Linked DNA regions of Zea mays: region 1 is linked to region 2. A link is a contact called in public Hi-C data. All regions are on one chromosome and are shown on one strand. Each heading gives the region's core, a stretch centred on a gene start, on an enhancer-like site or on the middle of the called end of the contact. The rest is flanking DNA. Distances are from core to core; before and after follow the strand shown. Region 1 has its middle 6.3 kb from the start of LOC100192652. Region 2 holds the start of LOC100274189.

Region 1 (4,858 bases), core at 1,355-3,854, 40 kb before region 2:
GTGCTCGTGGTCTTGCACATCAGCGGCGCGCTCCTGCGGTCCTGCCCCGGTGGTACGCGCTCCGTGTCCGCCACGCTGGCATCTGGGTGTTGTTCAGAAACCCGATGCTCCTGCTGCTGAACTTCTTCGCCCTTGGCGCGAGCGCCCAGGACTGATCTCCTCCACCGGTGACGATGGGAGGCTCTGGGGAGATCGAGATAGGCGTTGACCCGTTCTCGTCGGCGCCCATGACGAACTGCCCAGCTGACAGGTTTGCCAGTGCCAGTGAGTAGAGATGTCTCCTAGTAGTTTGCGAGTTCCATCCGGCGTCGTCTCCACAACAGCGACGGCGCACGGGTCTTGAAGGGTATTTTGAATTGCTTCCATGGCAGGCGCAGATGCTTCCACGTAACCGTACTGCGGGTTTATGGCTCCAAGGGAAAATATCTGAGTCAGCGGGATGGGAGCAAGAGCACCAACCACCAAGTCATCCACGAGAAACTGGAGAACGTCTTCCCTTGATAGGCAGCAAAACTTGTCTGCAGAACCAGAACGTGGGGGCAGCTGCTTATGCGTCACAAACTGCAATGATAAACACTATAGGAAGGGGTGTTTGGTATATGATAAATCAGATGCCTAATATGGTGTTTGGGTTAAGGAATAAGCTAATTCACCGTCTTCTCATTTCTGATTTTTTTGGTTGTGAAATAAAATGAATTGATACATCGTCACACCATTCTTCATAATTAGTTAGTACTAATATAAGGAATTAGATTATCCCACCAAATTTGAGGAATGTACTCATCACTCATGATATCTTATCTTATTTTGGATGTAGTGATTTCTCAAACCAAACACTCTTAAATGTCCATTACGAATACTAAATATAGTATAATCTAAAAACTAATTGAACACATAAAGGCTAAACAGTGAGACAAAATTATTAAGTCTAATTAATCTATATCCCTATATAATCCACTAATTTTAACTTTACAAAAACTTAACCAACCAAATCACCTCCACCCATAACCTTCTCTAAATCTACCAAACGAAACACACCCACACATATTATACCCTCAAAACCAACAGATCAGATTGATAGATAACCATTGTTTCTCTTACTCACTCAAATACAATGGTTAGTGTTATCGACTCGCCGTCTCTTTCCTCTCGCTTGCACCGCTGCCAACCCCTTCCCTCCTGGGGACCATAGCGTTACTGCATTAGTGCGAGCGGCCCCTCCCCAGGACCACTACGTTAACACGGATTAAAAAGTTAACCTTCCTTTCAAACAAGCTTTCTTTGCTAGTCTATGATTAACAAATATTTACTGTAGCATCATATGGACGAATCATAGACTAATCGGATTGAACAGATTTGTCTTGTCGTTTAATCCTCATCGTGTAACTACTCCTTCATTAGACTATATTTAATACTTCTAGCCTCGTCTGAACGGGATAAAATTTAGTAAATCCAAACACTGCCTAAATAACATGTGGGCAACTTCATTCCCATCATATCCATGACAACAATGTAGGTAGGTTTGGTAGACGATTAGGGCTAGTTTGGGAGTTAGAAAACCGGAGGGAATTGGAGGGGCTAAATTCCCCTTGTTATTTAATTTTGAATGAGAAGGGAAATTTAGTCGCTCTGATTTTGTGGCTCCCAAACTAACTCTTAGCTTTTGCATTGTACAACCATAAATCCATTTCATCTCTAAAAAGAATCAGACGAGTGTAGGAACAACCTTTTGCCCGAATATTTCTCCAAAGGTCAAACTACTAGAATAACTAGGAGAAGACAAAGATCAACCACTTGGCCACGTTAAAAAAAGGCCAACGCAACAGGAGTAAAAAGAAGGGTTCGATCCAGCTTCCAGCAAAGCAGGAGGCGCGGTAAATAAATTAGAAGACCTGTTATTCTCAATAGAAATTTCGTGGCACTATTTCCAACACCGTCATATCATGAAAAGTGTCATAAAACTAAGGATAAAACAAAGTCTATCAATACAAAAATTTACTTCACTATTACATAAAATTAAAATATCAATTAAATGTTGCAACTCAATAACTAATAGAAATTAGTAGAATATGTGAAGATAAAACAAACCATTCTCAATGAAGATTTCACACGGTTTTCAAGACCTTGAAAACGGGTTGACATGATTCTATCTCCACAAAACTAGTTTCATCTAATAAAACTCAATCTATTAAATGGTATGCCATGTCATAAAACATATGACGTGTCACACTATTAAATATGCATGAAATTACCATAAAACTATTATTGAGAATAGCTTTATGGCCATCACAAACAATGTGTAATACTTGATCGCTTCAAATATTCCTACCTAATAGCACTAGTTGAACACAGATATCCACTCCGCTCGCGGATCAACAATGGGAAATGAAATGACACACACATTAAGATAAGGGCACGTAGAACCTAGAACCCACGACATGATACTCCCAATTATAGACTCAGGGCGTCGGGAGGTTCAAGTCAATCAATTGTCGTGGCATGGACATCTGGAGGTTGGGACAAACCGGAACTCCGGCAACCATCGTGTCACCGCACCGTCGTCTTGTTCGCCGCCAGTAAGGAACAGGAAGGTCACTGGCGTTTGTTTTTGTCATGGTATACCGTGTACGTACAGTACCGTATGCGCTACCTGTCTGTCTAACCTCTCACGGTCTCAATTCACCTGAAGAATCTGAATGGGTCTTGTGATCTGGACGGGGGCCACGCGTCGGCGTCGCTGCGGATGCCGTGGGTCGGCGGGGAGAACAGCGATGGACGTGGCGGTGTACGAGTACGTACCTGGGAAGGATGGCGATGGTCGGCGTCAATCGAATTCAGGTCACTGGGAGTCTGGGACTCTGGGAGCGGGAGAGCTGGCTGGTGGTTGAGGGCCCATGCTCGAGCGCTGTGGGCCTCGTGCAATCAACATGCCCGTAACGCGAGAGCGAAAGCCCATGAGGACCGCTTCGTTGGGCTGGGCTCCGCTCCCGTAATATGGAAGTGCCGAGTGGATTGGTTTCTTGCTCCCACCTCCAGGTGAGGTCCAGGCTCTGATCATGCATGCACCCAATCCATTGCCATCTTTGACTGGTACGGTTACGCTGCGTCAGCCGGTCGTCGATGTCTTACTCATTGCCGACCTGATGACCGATCGATCTGATTGATGCGTGCTTCCTCTTTGACGTACGTGCGTGTGTCTTCTGCCCTCTATAATTGTTTTCTGTGTGAAAAAAACACGGTTACTCGTTATCATATCTGCATGTGTGAGCTAGCAGTGTGAAGACGACACGATTACATTCATGCGATTCATGTGTAGCATTCGAAATTATTGCAGGACTATTTTCTGGCTTCAGTGGTGGAGCGTGTCATCACGAATTCCCGTTCCTTTGATTCTGTTACGGTTCTTTATTAGGCCCCGTTTAACATGCCGATATCCAAGCCAGACCGGTAACCAAGTCAACCTAAGATAAAGTGGAACATGGCTTGTTACTCATTCCTAGTCACCAGACCATTTTCAGATCAGGAACCAATCCAGGAGACAGACAACCTAGACTCATTCCAGACCGAAAATTGAGGGAGAAGAGTTGAAATCAGGTGGGATTGTTTTCGGCCCAGCTTAAAAAGGACATTGCTAATTCTAACCTAGACTGATTTATTCCACCTGGAACTAGTCCGGAATATAGATGTCCAAACGGGCCACCCGGCCCAGACCCGGCCCGAACCCGTTTCGGTCCGGTGCGTATAGGGCCGGGCCAGGCACGGCCCGTTAATGCTTCGGGCCGGGTCGTGCTGGCCCACGTGCCTAGGGACATGCCCAAACCCGGCACGAACAGAGAAAAATCGTGTCGGGCCGGCCACTGGCCCGAACCATATTAATTCACAAGATAATATCATATTAATACAAATATAATATCATACTAGGTGAGTGCCCGTGCGTTGCAACGGAAACATATAATACTACAATAACTTATATATAAATATATCCGTGCGTTGCTACGAAATCAATATGATAAAACACATTGATATGCAAAAACACTAATTGTTATTTTTTTTATTTTGTACTTTTATTAGCATCACTAAAAGTGGATGTATATAACACATACAAGGACATGTGCTTTGTCATTTATAAAAAATAAACAATATTGTAGCGAATATTAAAACATCTTAAATAAAACACATTTATTCCATAGAAGGATAGTGCATTATACAATACTCGTGTGCGCGCCAGGTAATGAAGTCGTTGAAATAACTTAAGTCCATTCTTCAACTTCTCATTCTCCAAGTACATCAACCACCCCACTATAGTTCTTGGCCCCAAACGTCATCAATGTGTTTTAGGTTCTCTTATGTCACACAAACATCAGTGTTGTAGTTTTAGGTTCTCTTATCCGCATAATAACCACAACAAAATGTTGTTTTACAAAGAAAGAGCTATTAAAACAAAGATAAACTACATTGCTGGAACAAAATAAAACATGAAAATGAAGTTACGTGACATAACTGAGTGTGGCAATGAGATAAACACAAGTGGTTAACATCTCTTTGTTGAGTATACAAAGAAACAACACAAATAACTCCAATTTGCAATGAGCAAATATGAATCATAAGCACACTTATTTATGCAACACTATGATGCTCTCTTATTGAACCTGTTCCAGAATCCAGATATAATTCGTGTGTCAGGTTTATTTATGGTGATAAAGTCAAAGTCGTCAATCATAAGACCCAAATTGTTAATTAGGAATGAAGTGGAATATAATTGCACAAGCAATCGCTGCCTGTATAGAATCTAAAGAGTACTTTGTTCAAGTGTGAACTACAAGAGGATGAGATGAAACTTACAGCACCACGGGTACCA
Region 2 (5,232 bases), core at 709-3,208:
CTCGCCCGAGCCTAGCCTCGGACAAGGGCAGCCGACCCCGAGGGATTTCCGTCTCGCCCAAGGCCCCCCTCCAATGGTAGACACATCTCCGGCTCGCCCGAGGCCTTGCCTTCGCTAAGAAGCAATCCTGACTAAATCGCCGCGCCGACCGACCGAGTCGCAGGAGCATTTAACGCAAAGGTGGCCTGACACCTTTATCCTGACACGCGCCCCCCGGCAGAGCCGAAGTGACCGTCGTCACTTTGCCGCTCCACTGACCGGTCTGACAGAAGGACAGCGCCGCCTGCGCCACTCCGACTGCAGTGCCACTTGACAGAGTGAGACTGACAGGCAGTCAGGCCCTGCCAAAGGCACCATAGGAAACTCCGCTCCGCCCGATCCAGGGCTCGGACTCGGGCTAAGTCCCGGAAGACGGCGAACTCCGCTCCGCCCGACCCAGGGCTCGGACTCGTGCTAAGTCCCGGAAGACGGCGAACTCCGCTCCGCCCGACCCAGGGCTCGGACTCGGGCTAAGTCCCGGAAGACGGCGAACTCCGCTCCGCCCGACCCCAGGGCTCGGACTCGGGCTCAGCCCCAGAAGACGGCGAACTCCGCTCCGCCCGACCTAGGGCTCGGACTCGGGCTAAGTCCCGGAAGACGGCGAACTCCGCTCCGCCCGACCCCAGGGCTCGGACTCGGGCTCAGCCCCAGAAGACGACGAACTCCGCTTCGCCCGACCCCAGGGCTCGGACTCCGCCTTGGCCTCTGCCGAACGACCTCCGCCTCGCCCGACCCAGGGGCTCGGACTCGGCCTCGGCCAAGGAAGACAGACTCGACCTCGGCTTCGGAGGAGCCTCCACGACGCCCAACCTAGGGCGCAGGCCAGCCACGTCAGCAGGAAGCGCCATCATCAATCTACCCCGAGCCGACTCGGGCCGCAGAGAACAAGACTGATGTCCCATCTGGCTAGCTCTGCCAGATAGGCAATGATGGCGCCCCGCAAGCTCTGTGACGACAGCGGCTCTCAGCTCTCTTACGGAAGCAGGAGGACGTCAGCAAGGACTCAACCGCTCCGACAGCTGTCCCTCCGCCAGGCTCCGCCGCTCCTCCGACGGCCACGACATCACACCAACTGGGTGCCAAGATCTCTCCGGCTGCCACATTGGCATGTACTTAGGGCGCTAGCTCTCCCCGCTAGACACGTAGCACTCTGCTACACCCCCATTGTACACCTGGATCCTCTCCTTACGCCTATAAAAGGAAGGACCAGAGCCTTCTTAGAGAAGGTTGGCCGCGGGGGACGAGGACGAGACAAACGCTCTCTTGGAGCCGCTCGCTTCCCTCACCCGCGTGGACGCTTGTAACCCCCTACTGCAAGCGCACCCGACCTGGGCGCGGGACGAACACGAAGGCCGTGGGATTTCCACCTCTCTCACGCCCGTCTCCGGCCACCTCGCTTCCCCTTCGCGCTCGCCCACGCGCTCGACCCATCTGGGCTGGGGCACGCGGCACACTCACTCGTCGGCTTAGGGACCCTCGGTCTCGAAACACCGACAACTAGATTCAACCTGTTTGTAGCGACTTTGGTGAAGATCTTGTAACTAACATTCAAGAGGCAAATGGGTCTATATTGCTGTATTAGATTCGCATCTTGCATCTTATATGTATCTAGTGTTTGGAAACCGTAACATTGCGATTTGTATATGCCCTAAGGCCAGCTCTAATAACATCATGTATGCGGATGTATATAACACTATTTTATACTGTATATGCACTATTTATACAGAGTAGTTTAAATTAGAGAGTGAGATAAGGATATAGAGTGCGCCAGAGATAGTCTACACCTCGTGTGAAAATTCCACCATCGGAAAATTTTCCGTGGATCGCCAATGTTTTTGTCGTCTTTGCTCCCCAGCTCTTTTTCCCACGCCCATTTCTCAAAAAGCGAGGGCATGACCGCCCCGGCGTCGCCGCACTGTTTCCTAGTAAAAGACGCCCACTCTTTGGCTCCTCGCCTCCCTCCTCCCCTCCGTCTCATCTCCTCCCTGTAGGCTGTAGGAGCATTCGTGTGTTCACCTTTTGCTCCCCCACGTTGATCCTTGACCCTCGTACTCCTTTCTTGATTCCTTCTCCGTGGGATCTCTTGCCAGGAGTAACCTGCCCCGTGTCCGCGCTCGCACTCGCACAGACATGCTTCTTGCCGCGTCTTGAAAGGGGAGAAAGTGAAGATGGGTGCTTGCGCTTCAGTTCACAAGGACCCGGGGTACCCCAAGGAGCAGTTTCTTGACTCGCCCACCAAGGCGGAAGCTGCAAACGAGAAGGGCGGCTGCGGCGGCGGTGACGATGACTTTGCTGATTTCAAGTCCAAGGTCGACGCTGAGCAGCAGCGGGCAGAGTTGAACCCCAAGAGCCCGGATTCTGGTACGCGTGATGGATGGGTGTTTGTTTTTTTGGTCTTTTTCTGAAGTGATGTTCCGATTTTATCTTCTATAATCAGTTACTGTTGTTTATTGAAGATCTTTGGAGGTAAAGATTCCGTAAAGAGCAGATGAGCAGTCAGTTCTTTACGTTAAAAGGAAACCTTTTGGTTTGTTTATTCATATACTGGGCTCTTGATTTCAGGATTTGGCAACGAAATCATTGCATTAATCGCTTCTGGCGATCAGTTAGTTTTGTAGGGGCGCGGATGATCTTGAACGGAAAATGCTTACTGATTTTGGTTTCTTGTAATGGAAAAGGAGTTTTTTTGTCCAAAAATCAATTGCTACCTCTTGAATTATCAACCTGCCAAGTAGTAAATAATCGTTCTGTGTTTCTGTTTTTCCTTACTTCTTTGATTAGTCTCTTAGCTGAAATTCGTCAAACGCGTATACAAAAATTACTACTATTTTATATGGAATTTAATTTCCAGGTAGCAAGGATGAAGTGTTCTTCGAATCTCGAGCTTGGTTAGATTCCGACTGCGAGGATGACTTCTACAGCGTGAATGGAGGTAATCGAACCTTTACACACGTTTATTTACTATAAATGTTTAAAGAAGTTTCAATCTAGTTTTAGAGATAGCTTCTCATACCCTGGCCCTGCATACTGAGATTTCTTTGGCACCAGCTGTCAAGTTGATCGTGTCATTTCCTTTTTTAGGTTCTCCTATTACTATACCAGAAGCATGATCAATGTGGATTGTTCCTTTAGGATACAGCTTTATCTGTCTCTAGAATCTAATGGACCTAATTTATATTTTGATTGCCAAAAAGTGGATGCCTTTGATTTTGTCTTTGGGCGCTATCATTATGGACATGGACCCCCACCTTTAGTTTCATAACCTATCCCATGTGGTCCTCTATCAATCACTCTACACTCTAGCAATATCTTGGAAACATAACATATTCATTTATTGGCTTTGACATTATCAAGGGAGTTCTGATGCACCCAAGTTTATCCCATGTGATTTGCTTCAGTTGCCGCATAATCTTAAGTTGCGCCCTTATGCAGATTTCACTCCATCTCGTGGCAGCACACCCATCCATCAGCCCAGAGCGCAGACGGTGATGAGCAACATCTTTCAACCAGACACGCACGGTTCCAAATCACCGGAGCCTTCTCCAACTGGACGGAGGAAGCTAGCTGAGCTCCTGCAGGAGGCAATGCAAAACGGCCCCGAAGAAAGCACCGACCAGGAGCTGCAGTTGCGGTCTGTTGCCGCAGATGGGAAGCCGGTGTCTGAATCCACATCCAGCTCCGCTTGCAGCACTGTGACGACTCCGATCGCAGTCGCTAACGCCAAGAGCCGGAAGGAGAAGGCGTGGTACACCGGACGCTGTTGCCTGCCGAGCTTTGTTCATAGCCTGACCTTAGATGAGAGTGAGAGGGCGCAGAAGATGAGCTCTAGGCCATGTGCTGTTTGACAGTGGGGCTCCAGTGCCCTCACGGCTCATGCCCTGAGCTATACTGTAAAGGAGAAGTATTAAGAGTACTGTATGTATAGAGAGAGGGTAATCAAGTGGATAATAGCTACTAGTTAAATGCTCTGCACACCATGTTTATCAATTGCCCTTACCTGTGTATATATATCTAATCGAATCTCAAATGTCAACAGCCAGCTGAGCTGTCCTCTTGGCACTTGCATTTGCATGATTGACGCCAGACAAATGTGTTGTTCATTGCTCCATTCTATTCCAAGTGGACCTTTTAATTTTCTCTAAAAAACAAAAGGGTCTCTAGCTGAGTTGGTTAGGTGGTATGAGTAGCACTACTTAGGTCCTGAGTTTGAATTTCAGTGGTAGTGAATTTCAGACCGAGGTTAAAAAAAACATGAGATTATAGGTGTATGTTCGGGTCCTGATGGGCCGGCCCAAAGCACGAAAAAAACACGGCCCAGACACAACATGGTCCGAAATATTTTAGTGTCGGGCCGGGTTTGGTCTGAGGTTGCGGCCCATGGGCGTGTTTAGTGCCAAACGCCCGCGGGTCATAACTCTCGTCCAGACACGTCATGTCGGCCTGCCCGTTAGCCCGTCAGCACCGTAAAATGTTAAAACACGGTGCAGGAGGTGAGGCTCGAACCCATGCCCTAATGGAAAAAAGGCGAGAGACACTGGGTGAAGCTGTCTAACCAATAGAATATCATGCTCAGATGTTTTTAATATTGAATATAAACTGTATATATGTATATACGTTTTTTGTAAAATAAAAAATATGTAGTCGTGTCAGGCCGGGCCAGCACTACGGGCCGAGGCTACAGCCCAAGCATGGCACGACGTTCTTGGCTCTTGCAAGCATTAGGTCGTTTCTGAGACCATATTGGCGCAATGGACTCCATGATGTTTGAGGTTGCTGAATTGGATTATTTTTTAACGCTAAAATGAAAGGTTATTTGTTGATTTTAAACGTTAATAATTGCTACGAAGTAACATAATTTATATGGAGCGCATCCAGTTTTTATTGATGCCTGACTTTAGCAATCACTCCATATTTTAATCTATCTTTTTTATAAGTTTATGTTTATGTGACTTATTTTAGAAACTTGAGCTCACAAACTTACTTTTATTTGGTCTCTGTATGGTGGAATTATGTCATTTTATAATCTCTATTCGTTCAGTCAGTCATTGTGAACTCTCTTCTAATCGCTCACTTTATTGGTTGTGTTGTACCAAGACATATTGTATGGAGTAAACAATAACATCAGTTAGCCAAATAAAAAGATATTATACGAAGAGCGGAGACAATCAATAAAAAATCTTAAAATTTTATTGG

What was found. Hi-C and Micro-C count contacts between places; a contact is called where the count stands out from the background.
Region 1: a Hi-C map of endosperm shows a contact between it and region 2, with 2.4 times the contacts expected there. The contact joins the enhancer-like site here to the promoter of LOC100274189 in region 2. A contact is called at or near these places in 10 of 25 Hi-C or Micro-C datasets (bundle sheath, ear, endosperm and 5 more) and 2 of 3 datasets of contacts at active chromatin or transcription factors (leaf and seedling).

Annotation. Positions count from the first base shown.
Region 1 is chr8:168,148,072-168,152,929 of Zm-B73-REFERENCE-NAM-5.0, reverse strand. It overlaps LOC103636355 and the pseudogene LOC103637479. Among protein-coding and RNA genes, the nearest start is that of LOC100192652, 6.3 kb to the left of the region's middle. Within about 2 kb of position 2,604, at least 19 of the 20 cell types and tissues checked have an H3K27ac peak or open chromatin away from gene starts, as enhancers often do. A contact at or near this core is called in bundle sheath, ear, endosperm and 5 more, where this site is marked.
Region 2 is chr8:168,106,782-168,112,013 of Zm-B73-REFERENCE-NAM-5.0, reverse strand. It overlaps LOC100274189, which reads left to right and starts at 1,958. Exons shown (of 3, transcript NM_001320113.1): 1 at 1,958-2,400; 2 at 2,891-2,971; 3 at 3,472-4,107. The coding sequence starts at 2,208. The coding sequence ends at 3,884.